2 separate regions of the Sus scrofa genome follow, and region 1 is linked to region 2. The links are chromatin contacts, called in public Hi-C maps. All regions are on one chromosome and are shown on one strand. Each heading gives the region's core, a stretch centred on a gene start, on an enhancer-like site or on the middle of the called end of the contact. The rest is flanking DNA. Distances are from core to core; before and after follow the strand shown. Region 1 holds the start of NGRN (neugrin). Region 2 holds the start of IDH2 (isocitrate dehydrogenase (NADP(+)) 2, mitochondrial).

Region 1 (5,057 bases), core at 756-3,255, 150 kb after region 2:
CCTTAGATCTGGCATTGCTATGGCTGTGGCGAAGTCCAGTGGCTACAGGTCCAATTGGACACCTAGCCTGGGAACTTCCATATGCCACGAGTGCAGCCCTAAAAAGCAAATAAACAAATAAATAAATAAATAAAGCATTGTTTAAATCAGTATTATTTATCCATGGTTGTTTTAATTGTAAGATGGGTTACAAACATGGTAATTTGTTGCTGATACTAAATTATAATTTGTTAATTATAATAAAAATGAGCTTGAGGAGTTCCCATTGTGGCTCAGCAGGTTAAGAACCCAACATAGTGTCTGTTGTAAGGATACGGGTTCAATCCCTGGCCCCACTCAGTGGGTTAAGGGTCTGGCATTGCTGCAACTGGTGGCATAGGCTGCAGATGCTTCTTGGATCTGGCGTTGCTGTGGCTGAGGCTTAGGCCGGCAGCTGCAGCTCCAATTAGACCCCTAGCCTGGGAACTTCCATATGCTGTAGGTGTGGACATAAAAGGAAAAAAAAAAAAAGCCTGTGTGAATGAAGGTGCATGAAACTGTAAATACCCACAAGACTGGACTGTGCACGTGAATGTCTTTCAATGGGGGAAAAAAAAGGTTGAAAATGACTGGATTTAATGAACAAAAGTACAATCATAGAATCACTAGAATACTAGGCAGCCATTTAAAAATGTTGTATGATCCCATTTGTGTCTAACACGAAGAAAGAATGGAAGGAAGGAATAACAAAAGAACCAGGTAGTGAGTGGCAAAGCCAGGATTCAAACTTAAGTCCTGCCCTGAAGTCCATGCTCATAGCCAATATGCTAATGTCACAGAAAGATTGTAGGTTTTTAATCTTCTTTTTTGCTCTGCTAATTTTCTGTAATTAACATATACTACTCTATAATCAGAAACCTAAAGGATGGTGATAACTTGGAGTTCCAGTTTATAAGTGGATGCCATTGCACTTAAGATAAAAACCAGATTTCTGAAAGCCAAGCCTCTTTTTTTTTTTTTTTTTTTTTTTTTTGCTTTTTAGGGCCACACCCACAGCATATGGAAGTTCCCAGGCTCAGGGTCAATTCAGAGCTGCAGCTGTCAGCCTATGCCACATCCACAGCAACACAGGATCTAGGCTTGTGTCTGCAACCTATACCACAGCTCATGGCAATGCTGGATCCTTAACCCATTGAGCAAGGCCAGGGATTGAACGTGCATTTTCATAGATACTAGTCAGGTTCGTTACTGCTGAGGCACAAGGGGAACTCCTCAAACCTCTTTTCATGGCTACACACAGATGGGATTGGCTACAGCTGGGCAGGAACCAGAAAGGCCTAGAGCAGGAGGTTCTCAAAGCCTTAACCAGCCTTCCTTTCCCTACTGAATACTCTTGTAGTCCTTCCTTGACTCACCCCAAGCGTGGTTTCCCCAGGCGAGAACAGACGGAGTTCTCCCACGCGGCACTGCTCGACCAGGAGCGCTATGAGGATTCCCACCTGGGGGGATACCGGCGGATCTACCCCGGGCCTGACACAGAGAAGTATGCACCCTTCTTCAAGCACAACGGCTCCCTCTTCCAGGAGACTGTGGCTTCCAAGGCCAGGGAGGAATGTGCCAGGTACTTTGCCCTGCCTTCTCCTCTCTCCACTCGAGTGTGGGCAGAACCTGAAGCTGAATTGCTCCTAAGCAGGGTGGAGAAGAAGCCAGATGCTTGAGGAAAGACAAGTGGAGTTATAAAGTCCAGCAGACTTTTTTGCGGGGTGGGGTGGGGGGTTGTGCCTGAGGCACATGGAAGTTCTGGGCCAGGGATCGAACCTGCACCACAGCAGTGACAATACCAAGTCCTTAACCCACAGTGCCACCAGGAAACTCGTTCTATCAGACTCTTAATGACTCAGTTTAGTAGGTTTCCCCATCTCCCCCTTTCTTCCTCTCCTATCAGTCCCCCACGCAGATGAATTTCCTACTCTTTCCCTAACCCCATTTTCCCTCATTCCCTCTCTCCCTAACACCATTTCTTTAGTATCTGAAGCTGCTGTGTCTTGTCAGGCAGCAACTGGAAGAGATCCGCCTTAAGCAGGAACAGCAGGAGACCTCAGGCAATAAGAGACGAAAGGAGAACAAGGACCAGAACCAGGGTGAATCAGCAGGGGAGAAAAGCCAATCCAGGGCCCGGCTCCAGGGCTTTTCCACGCACTTGGCTTTCAGGAAACGGAACCGGGAGAAAGAGGTGTCAGATGTTTTGCAGCTCTTGCTTTTTTGCAGGAAGGCGGGTTGGGACCTCCAGAGAAGGGTATCTCTGCTGTCCTCTCCTCCCTGTGTATGTAACAGAGGGTTCCTAATCAGTACACTGAATCTGACCTTTCAGAACAGGAGTGAGACAGTGGACAGCAAAGGGAACCTTCCACTAAGGTCAGGGAAGGGACGGAGGCAGAGTGGGCCGGAGTCTTGCGGCCATCCTTTTGGATGACTGGGGACTCATCGTTGAAGATCCCACACTCATCTCATGTACTTTGCAGCTGCCACCAGTACACCTGGACACTATGCAGCCGCAAGAAATTGTGGAAGAGGAGGAGCTAGAGCGGATGAAAGCCCTGCTACAGAGGGAAAATCTCATCCGAAGTCTGGGTATTGTACAGCAGCTCACTCGCGTGCTGCACCCCAGCCACCGGGGCCAGAAAAAACTTCACGAGTATCGGGTGAGGGTCCCTGTGCAGCCTCGTACAGAACAAGGGAACAAGGGCTATACCAGCACATGGTGGTGGCCACAGCCAAGGAGGCTAATGTGATGGTACCTGGCAGTGGAGCCTGGGAAAGCAGTGTGTGCTGGGCCTTGGGAGAGGGTCTGTTGGCTCCTTTTGTCTGTTCCCAAGCTCCCTTGTTTCTAAGTAATGACACCTGGCAAAGTGCAGCTCTCAACCGTCTCACTTACAAGAGACTTGTTCTCTATATTCCTGTTTTGCAATAACCCCAAACTCATGACTGACAAACAAGGCCACCACCCTCGGTGCCTTCTGTGTAATCTCTCCCTAGCACTGCCAGTGCGGTGGCTCTAATGGGAGATAAGTAAACAGTCTTAGGCCAACAAAACAGCTGCTGAATTCACTATTCCCTGGGCTGGTAGCAAACCTGTTGGGTTCTCTGTTTTTGTGGAACCCCAAAGGAATAACTGGCCAAGTAGTGGCACGGCCTAGAAGAGATTTTTCAGTTATTTATTTTCTTCCACCACTCCATCCAGCCTCACAAGAAATGTGGTAAGGGGCTGCTCTTCTCCTCTAGCCTAGATGTCACCAGGCCAGGCTGGGCACTCAAGAACTGCAATCTGTGAGTCTGGTCCCATTGGTCCTCCTGAGAAGGGCCACCAAAGAGCAGGGTTCTCATTTCCTGCATCCAGTTCGGCCCCACAGATTGATCTTAGGGCCACTGCCAAGCATGAATGCTGCAATTCCGCATCATTCCTGGTTTCATCTGCAACCCAAGAACTTCAACTGGATGAGAGATCCAGCAGCCATTGGTCCCTGTTCAGTATCAATGACGACATCTGGAAGGCGCTATTTTTCCAGCACCAGAGTCAGGCTCACAAGCCGTAAGTATGCAAAACTAGCTTTGGTCACTCTGACTTGTTGAACTTCCCACTGGCAAATATTGCAGCTGGGATACTCCTGAAATAATGTATGGCACTTCCCGCAGTGTGGGGAATGGGGGAGGTAGTGGACCCATTTATTTACCTCCTCCTGTGTACTAGACCCTGGCTATAGCAATGGCAGAAATACAGTCTCAGCACTCAACAAAACTAACAGGGATATGGACAAGTACACACACCAATTACAATGTGGTAAGGACGCTGGAGGGAACATGGGATGCCATTCCTCTGTACTGGTAACTGGGCAACAGTTGGGAAAGTGGTGAGCAAATCTCTTCTGTGAATACCAGCTCAGGGGGACCCATGTTTCTGCTGCAGAAGGCCAAGCCAGCAGACGGCTGGAAGCCATAAATCGAGCTCTGGTAGGACCAGTGCCACCCTCTTTAACCCCAAGCCAGGGCTATCTTCTGCAATGGGAAAGAGTGGTAAGTAGCTGATGAACTAAATGCACCTTGCCCTCAATGCTAGACTCTGAACACAGAGCAGCCACGGCCCAGGATCTCACCCTCTGCCCTGCCTCTGCATCCCTGCTGCAGCATACCCCCGCGCTCTTCGACATCAGGCACCACAGGTAAACGCAGGAAGCCCAGCACTGGAGCTCTCCTGGAGGAATCCCTCAGGTTTCCAAAGGGGCAAAAGGTCTTCAATCTTTGTTACACAAAGACTGCCACCAAACTTGTCTGAAAAGCGCTGGCCAGGAACCCTGTTTGCTTAATGCAAAACACAGACGCCAAGAATTCTTCAGCACCCTAGATTATTTTCGGATCGGTAGACTAAACGATGCAGAGGAGCCCGGGCCAGCCATGGGCTCATCTCCGTCCTTCAAACATTAGCCTAGATTTACCGCTGGGGGATGGGTCTGAACCCTGGGTGCGGCCGGGAGCTGGAGAGCATCGCGGCAACAAGAAGCCCCTTTCCCAGAGGAGCTGAATGTCCAAGACACCGGGCTGTCACCGTCAGAGGACCGCCGAGGGGTTGCCCTTTCCGTCGCCGTGGCGGAGCCAAGCCGACCTGGGCAGCCGTTGGGGCAGAGGTGCAGCTCTTGACAAGTGAACTCGTCTTTTTATTAAAGTTTATGCAGTTTTGCAAGAGCGTCTTCTACCTCATTCCAGCCCTAGAATTTCAGAGAGGCCATTTCCATAATTAAACCGGGAAGGGTGAGCCGCTTAGCGGTTCTAACCCAGAAGCCGCGCCTCAGCCGGAAGCGGGAAAGACGCGAGGCCACCCCAGCTTCCGGCCCCCCCAGCCACTTCCGGTACCGTCCGGGCCACTTCCGATCCCGCCCTGGCTTCCGGTACTGCGCCTCAGGAGTAGAGTGTTCCTGGCAACATGGCGGTTGCTCTGAACCTGTGGCTGGGCAGGCGTGTCTGTGCAGTGGTCGCTCGCTGTGGGTTTGCTTCCCGGGGGGTGACGACCCCGGGCTGTACCAGTC
Region 2 (4,912 bases), core at 2,135-4,634:
ATCGTTAACCCACTGAGCAAGGGCAGGGACCAAACCCGCAACCTCATGGTTCCTAGTCGGATTTGTTAACCACTGCGCCACGACGGGAACTCCTACATTAGATTTTTTTTAATTTTTTTATTATAGTTGATTTACGATGTTCTGTCAATTTCTGCTGTATAGCAAAGTGACCCAGTCCTACATGTGTATATCTATATACACATTCTTTTTTTCAGATTATCCTCCATCGTGTTTCATCACAAGTGACTATAGTTCTCTATGCTATTCAGCAGGATCCTACATTATACTTTAAGCTCCATAAGGGCATAAATCTTTGGCTTTTATTCCCAGCTCTAGTTCAGAACTTGGAATGTCCCTAGTACATAATAGAAGCAAAATATTTGTGTCCTCTGAGTGTCCCTAATATTTGTTGAAGTCCATAAATGAATGTCAAGTTTCAGTTGCTTCAGTCTGTGGTAAGGGCTGCCCTGCCCTAACCTTCCCTCTGGAGGAAAAATGCTCCCTCCCCTCCCCCATCCTGGGATGCATTTCCACACAGAGGGCAGTGAGTTCTCACCATCAAATTGCACCAGATGGAGTTCTGTGGGGGCTCAGTGGTTAACGAATCTGACTAGGAACCATGAGGTTGCAGGTTCGATCCCTGGCCTTGCTCAGTGGGTTAAGGATCTGGCGTTGCCGTAAGCTGTGGTGTAGGTCTCAGACATGGCTCGGATCCCGTGTTGCTGTGGCTCTGGTGTAGGCCAGTGGCTACAGCTCCGATTAGACACCTAGCCTGGGAAACTCCATATGCCTCGGGTGTGGCCCTAGAAAAGACAAAAAGACAAAAAAAAAAAAACAAAAAACTGCACCAGACCATACCAATGTCCATGGGTGGCATCTTCCTCTCTGTCCTGGAAGAGCTCACAATTTATCATGTGTTAATATTTATAATCTGCCAACCTTTTAGACAAGAGTTTACAGAAGTGTAAACCCCAGGGCAGGCCACAGAGGCTGGCTTCCCATAATCAGAGAGCAATTTTCTGCACCTCATCCTGGAATCGTGAAAGAGGCCTTAACCTCACACAGAGGATCTGAGGGGCAGGCAGGCCCCAGGCTTTTCCAGACTCTTCCTCAAAATCTATCACTGGGCCTAAACACAACCACCCAACACAGCTCTCTGATGGGATAGCTGTGGTCTTATCTGATGTGGCTAAAATAAGGCTCAGTGGGGAATACCTAAGAACTCTACCGGTGGGTCTGCAAAATTCTGAACAATTAAATAATTTCCTCTGGAATCTAAGAGTGCAGACAAGTCACCAAGATCTAAACAGTTAAGGGACAGGATGAGAAAATTAAGAAGTTTCCAGGCTAGGAGTTGAGCAAAGGAAAGCTAGGTAAGTAATTCTTCCACTGAGCAGCTGGAACAAGTCAACCACACCTCCCCAGACTGACTTATCAGAACCACCAACAGCAGTTGCTGGAGGCCTAGGAGTTGCAAAACATGGTGGGAATGACCCAGTAGCAAAAACATAAGGGTATTTTAGCCAAAGTGTATTCTTTCCTTGTCTTCAAGGGAAATGCCAAGTATTCTGTCTCTAGCACTGTTGCCAAGTAACAAGCTAGCAGAGGTCACAATTGCACAGTTGCACGTACAACTCAAAAACCAAGCAGTTCATTAGTAACCAATCCCACTTAGGGGTGGGAGGCTTCTAGAACCTGCAACTGACTGCTCTTTTATCTGGTACTAAAATTCAGGCCCCCAAAGGGGCTTTGTTTTCTTATTCGTATGGAGGTTTTGGTTTCTTTTTTCACCATCCATGCAGAAAAAAGAATTGGGAAAATGTAGCTAATTTCCACCATATTTTGCTGAAGGTGGTGCCATATGGGAAATTTTGTTTGAGGCCTGGGGACACTTGGAACCTTGGACTTGCCAGGCTGACCCCTTAGAGACAAATCCCATAAGTATAAAAGCAGAAATGCCCCCTTTCTCCTTGAAAGGGGAAGCAGGGGTGCCAGGGCCTGAGCTCTTCTCTCCCCCCTCCCCTCCCCTCCCAGCTCCTGTCAGCTGCTCCCACACTAGGTTAAAGATTACCTACTTCTAGCAGTAAGACCAAACTGCCTGCACACCACTCCCTCTTCCTCACTCCAAGGGGTTGTTGGCCAGGACAGGATAGGGGTTTCCATGACAACGGTCATTAGACCTAAAGGATCCACATTGTTCCCTGTCTTTTGTAGCCAGCGATGGAGAGCCAGGGCGCAGATCGATGCCCACCTGCCAAACCGCGTAGCCCTGCCTTGGTAATGGAAGTTCAGGCTAAGTCCTGCTTATTATGACCTGCTCACTAAGCCTGCCGTCTTCTCTCCAAGCAGAGGACTAAGAGTACCACAGAAGCTGTGACGAAAGATTGGGAAGGTGACATTTTGGCTCGGCCGCCAGGGCTCCCTGTCGGGAGAGCCGGCAGGGCCAACCAGCAGCACAGGCGCCGCAGGAGCTGGCTAGCGAGAAGAGGCAGGTCAAGCCAAGGAGAGGCCCCAGGATGGAGCTTCAAGTGCGTTGAAGGAGAAGGAGGGGCGTCCAAACAAAAGGGGAAAATTAAAAGGACACTCCTCCAGCTGTCACGTAAAAGGCTCCAAAAATAGCAGACGAGGGCCTGACATTGAGGAGGGATTACTAAGTGCCTGGCTGAGAAGGAAGGGAAGTGGATGCCCCTTCTCTCCCCTCCTTTGTCTGAGCAGGGACCGCGCGCGACCCTCCCTCTCGCGGGGAAAGCGGGCCGGGCGCTCCGGCCCCCACTCGGTTGCTTTGTCTCCCTCCAGGGGCGCAGAACCGGCAGGATACCCTCCGAGCCCCGGACACCCCCCAGCACCTCCTACAGGAATTTTTAGGGGCGCGGGATAGCAGGGCTGGTATCGCCCGGGCCACCAGTTGCCCCCTTCGTTCAAGTCCCCACCCCTGCGCCTGGCACGGCCTGGAAGGAGGGGCAGGGAAGCACATCTCCGTCCTCCTGCTCTTTTGTGCCCTGTCCCGCCGTACCCGGCCCGCGAGCTTCCCAGGTGGCGCTCGCTGGTCCCCGCCCGGAAGGCCGCCACGTCGCGGTGCCGGGCGCGCACCCCGCCCGGACCCTCCTCGTGGCACTCACAGTGGCGCCGCGGCTGCTCTTGCAAGTTGGGGGCTGTCAAGGCTGCCGGCGCCCAGGCCGGCCCGGAGCCGGAAGCTCGGCAGAGCGAGCGTACGACTCGCAGGTAACCAGCCATCCCGAGCAGACAGGCGGGCGGGCGGGCGGGCAGGCTGGCTGGCTGGCAGGCGCGCGCGGACGGACGAACAGGGGCGAGCGAGATCCGAGCGCCGGCCGCTGCTCCCGGCTGGCTGGTGGCGGGCTGCCGAGGCCTGCCAGGCGCGGGTCGCGCGGGCCGGGCCGGGCCGGGCCGGGCGGGGCTTCCGGGGCCCACCACCCTATTGGACCTCTTCGGGAAGAGGCGGGGCCATGCCGGGCAGAACTCCTCCTCTGGCCCTGCCTCAGCCCGGACCCCGCCCCCGCGCCTAGCCCGCGCTTCCCTGAGCGACGCGGGAAGCTAGCTCAGCTCGACTGGAAAGAGACGGGTGTAAAACCCACCGGGACCTTCGAGCGGCAGTGGGAGCTGGAGGATTAGGGAAGCCGTTAGGGAGGAAAACACTTCTCTCCAGGATGCCCTATTTAAACCAGGGTGTCACTTGCTGACACATCAGCTTAAACCCAAAAAGGCAAATCGAGCAAGCTCCTGCATCCTTCGCGTGGGCTGGGCTGAAACTCCAAGGCGCATTAAGCAGGGCGCGTTCCGCGTTCCTAAACCAAGGCCTTGGGCACCTCGGGTCTCCTCAGATTCGCTCTCAGATTCTCCTGTCCCCTCCACGTGTTATGTAAACTGACCCTAGTCAAGAATTGAAAAACTACTACTTCTCCCCAAAATGTCAAGCTGGTAGTCCTCAAAGTCATTCAGCATAGCCAGAGCCTGTTTCCTCCCCTCCAAAACGGTAGCTTTAACAGTAACAGGGCTGCCAAGAGGCTTGGGTGAAATAATGGTAAAGGCTTGGGTCACACCCGGTGCTCAAGGACAATCACTGATGCTTATCAGACAGTACTCTGGCAGCCTGGGCTGAATAAACTAAAGCAAACAGTTCCATTTTTGTCTGCTTTCATGCAAAAGACAGTACTGATTGGTTTTGCCATAAACAACCAAAGTCTTTCTCTCTTCACCCATTTTCTTGAAATGAGACATACCAGCTGGACTGGGTTTTATTTAGTAAAACTCTGACCCTAGCCCCTGCCCCCAACACACACACACACTTTGCCAGCCACACCAACTCACTCAAATACTAGCCACCTCTTTCTGTCCTGTGTTCCCAGCTCTCCTCTTCACTGCCTCAGAGTCAACATTGCCAGATGGAGCCAGGCCAGACAAGTGACCCTGAGTTACTGACTTCAAAGCTTCCTTCTCTCTGTCTCAACCAGGCAGAGCTACTGCTTTGCCTGGAGATCTGGTAGACTGGGTCCAAGAGAAGGCTGTTTTGGAGCCCTCCAAAGTCTGAGGCCTCAGTCAAAGGCCTGACCTTGAGCCAGTGTGTCCTAGAATAACCCATTATCCCTTTCATTCTGTTCCCACTTCTCTTGCTCAAAACACAAGTGGAGACCATGGAAGCCTCTGGTATTTGGCTTTCATGCCATCCTGATATTATCAGGTACCAGGGCCTCAGTGTCTACACCTGTAAACTGGGAGAATAACCTCTGAGGATCCTTCTAGCGCAAACAATCAGATTCTGTTATGTATGTCCTATACATACTCCCTATACTGCCACTTCCGAAACAGTCATAAAGAAGTTGCTGTCAGACTTCCCACTGTGGCTCACTTAGCAGGTTAAGGATGCAACATAGTCTCTGAGAAGATGTGGGTTCTG

What was found. A called contact is a pair of places that touch in the nucleus more often than the background predicts.
Region 1: a contact with region 2 is called in a Hi-C map of liver, with 4 times the contacts expected there. The contact joins the promoter of NGRN here to the promoter of IDH2 in region 2. A contact is called at or near these places in 1 of 5 promoter capture datasets (liver), 2 of 47 Hi-C or Micro-C datasets (both in liver) and 1 of 2 datasets of contacts at active chromatin or transcription factors (alveolar macrophages).

The regions. Positions count from the first base shown.
Region 1 is chr7:55,822,620-55,827,676 of Sscrofa11.1, forward strand. It overlaps NGRN (neugrin), which reads left to right and starts at 2,006. Exons shown (of 4, transcript XM_021098987.1): 1 at 2,006-2,212; 2 at 2,502-5,057. The coding sequence starts at 4,955.
Region 2 is chr7:55,672,187-55,677,098 of Sscrofa11.1, forward strand. IDH2 (isocitrate dehydrogenase (NADP(+)) 2, mitochondrial) reads right to left here and starts at 3,385. Exons shown (of 11, transcript NM_001164007.1): 1 at 3,120-3,385. The coding sequence starts at 3,234.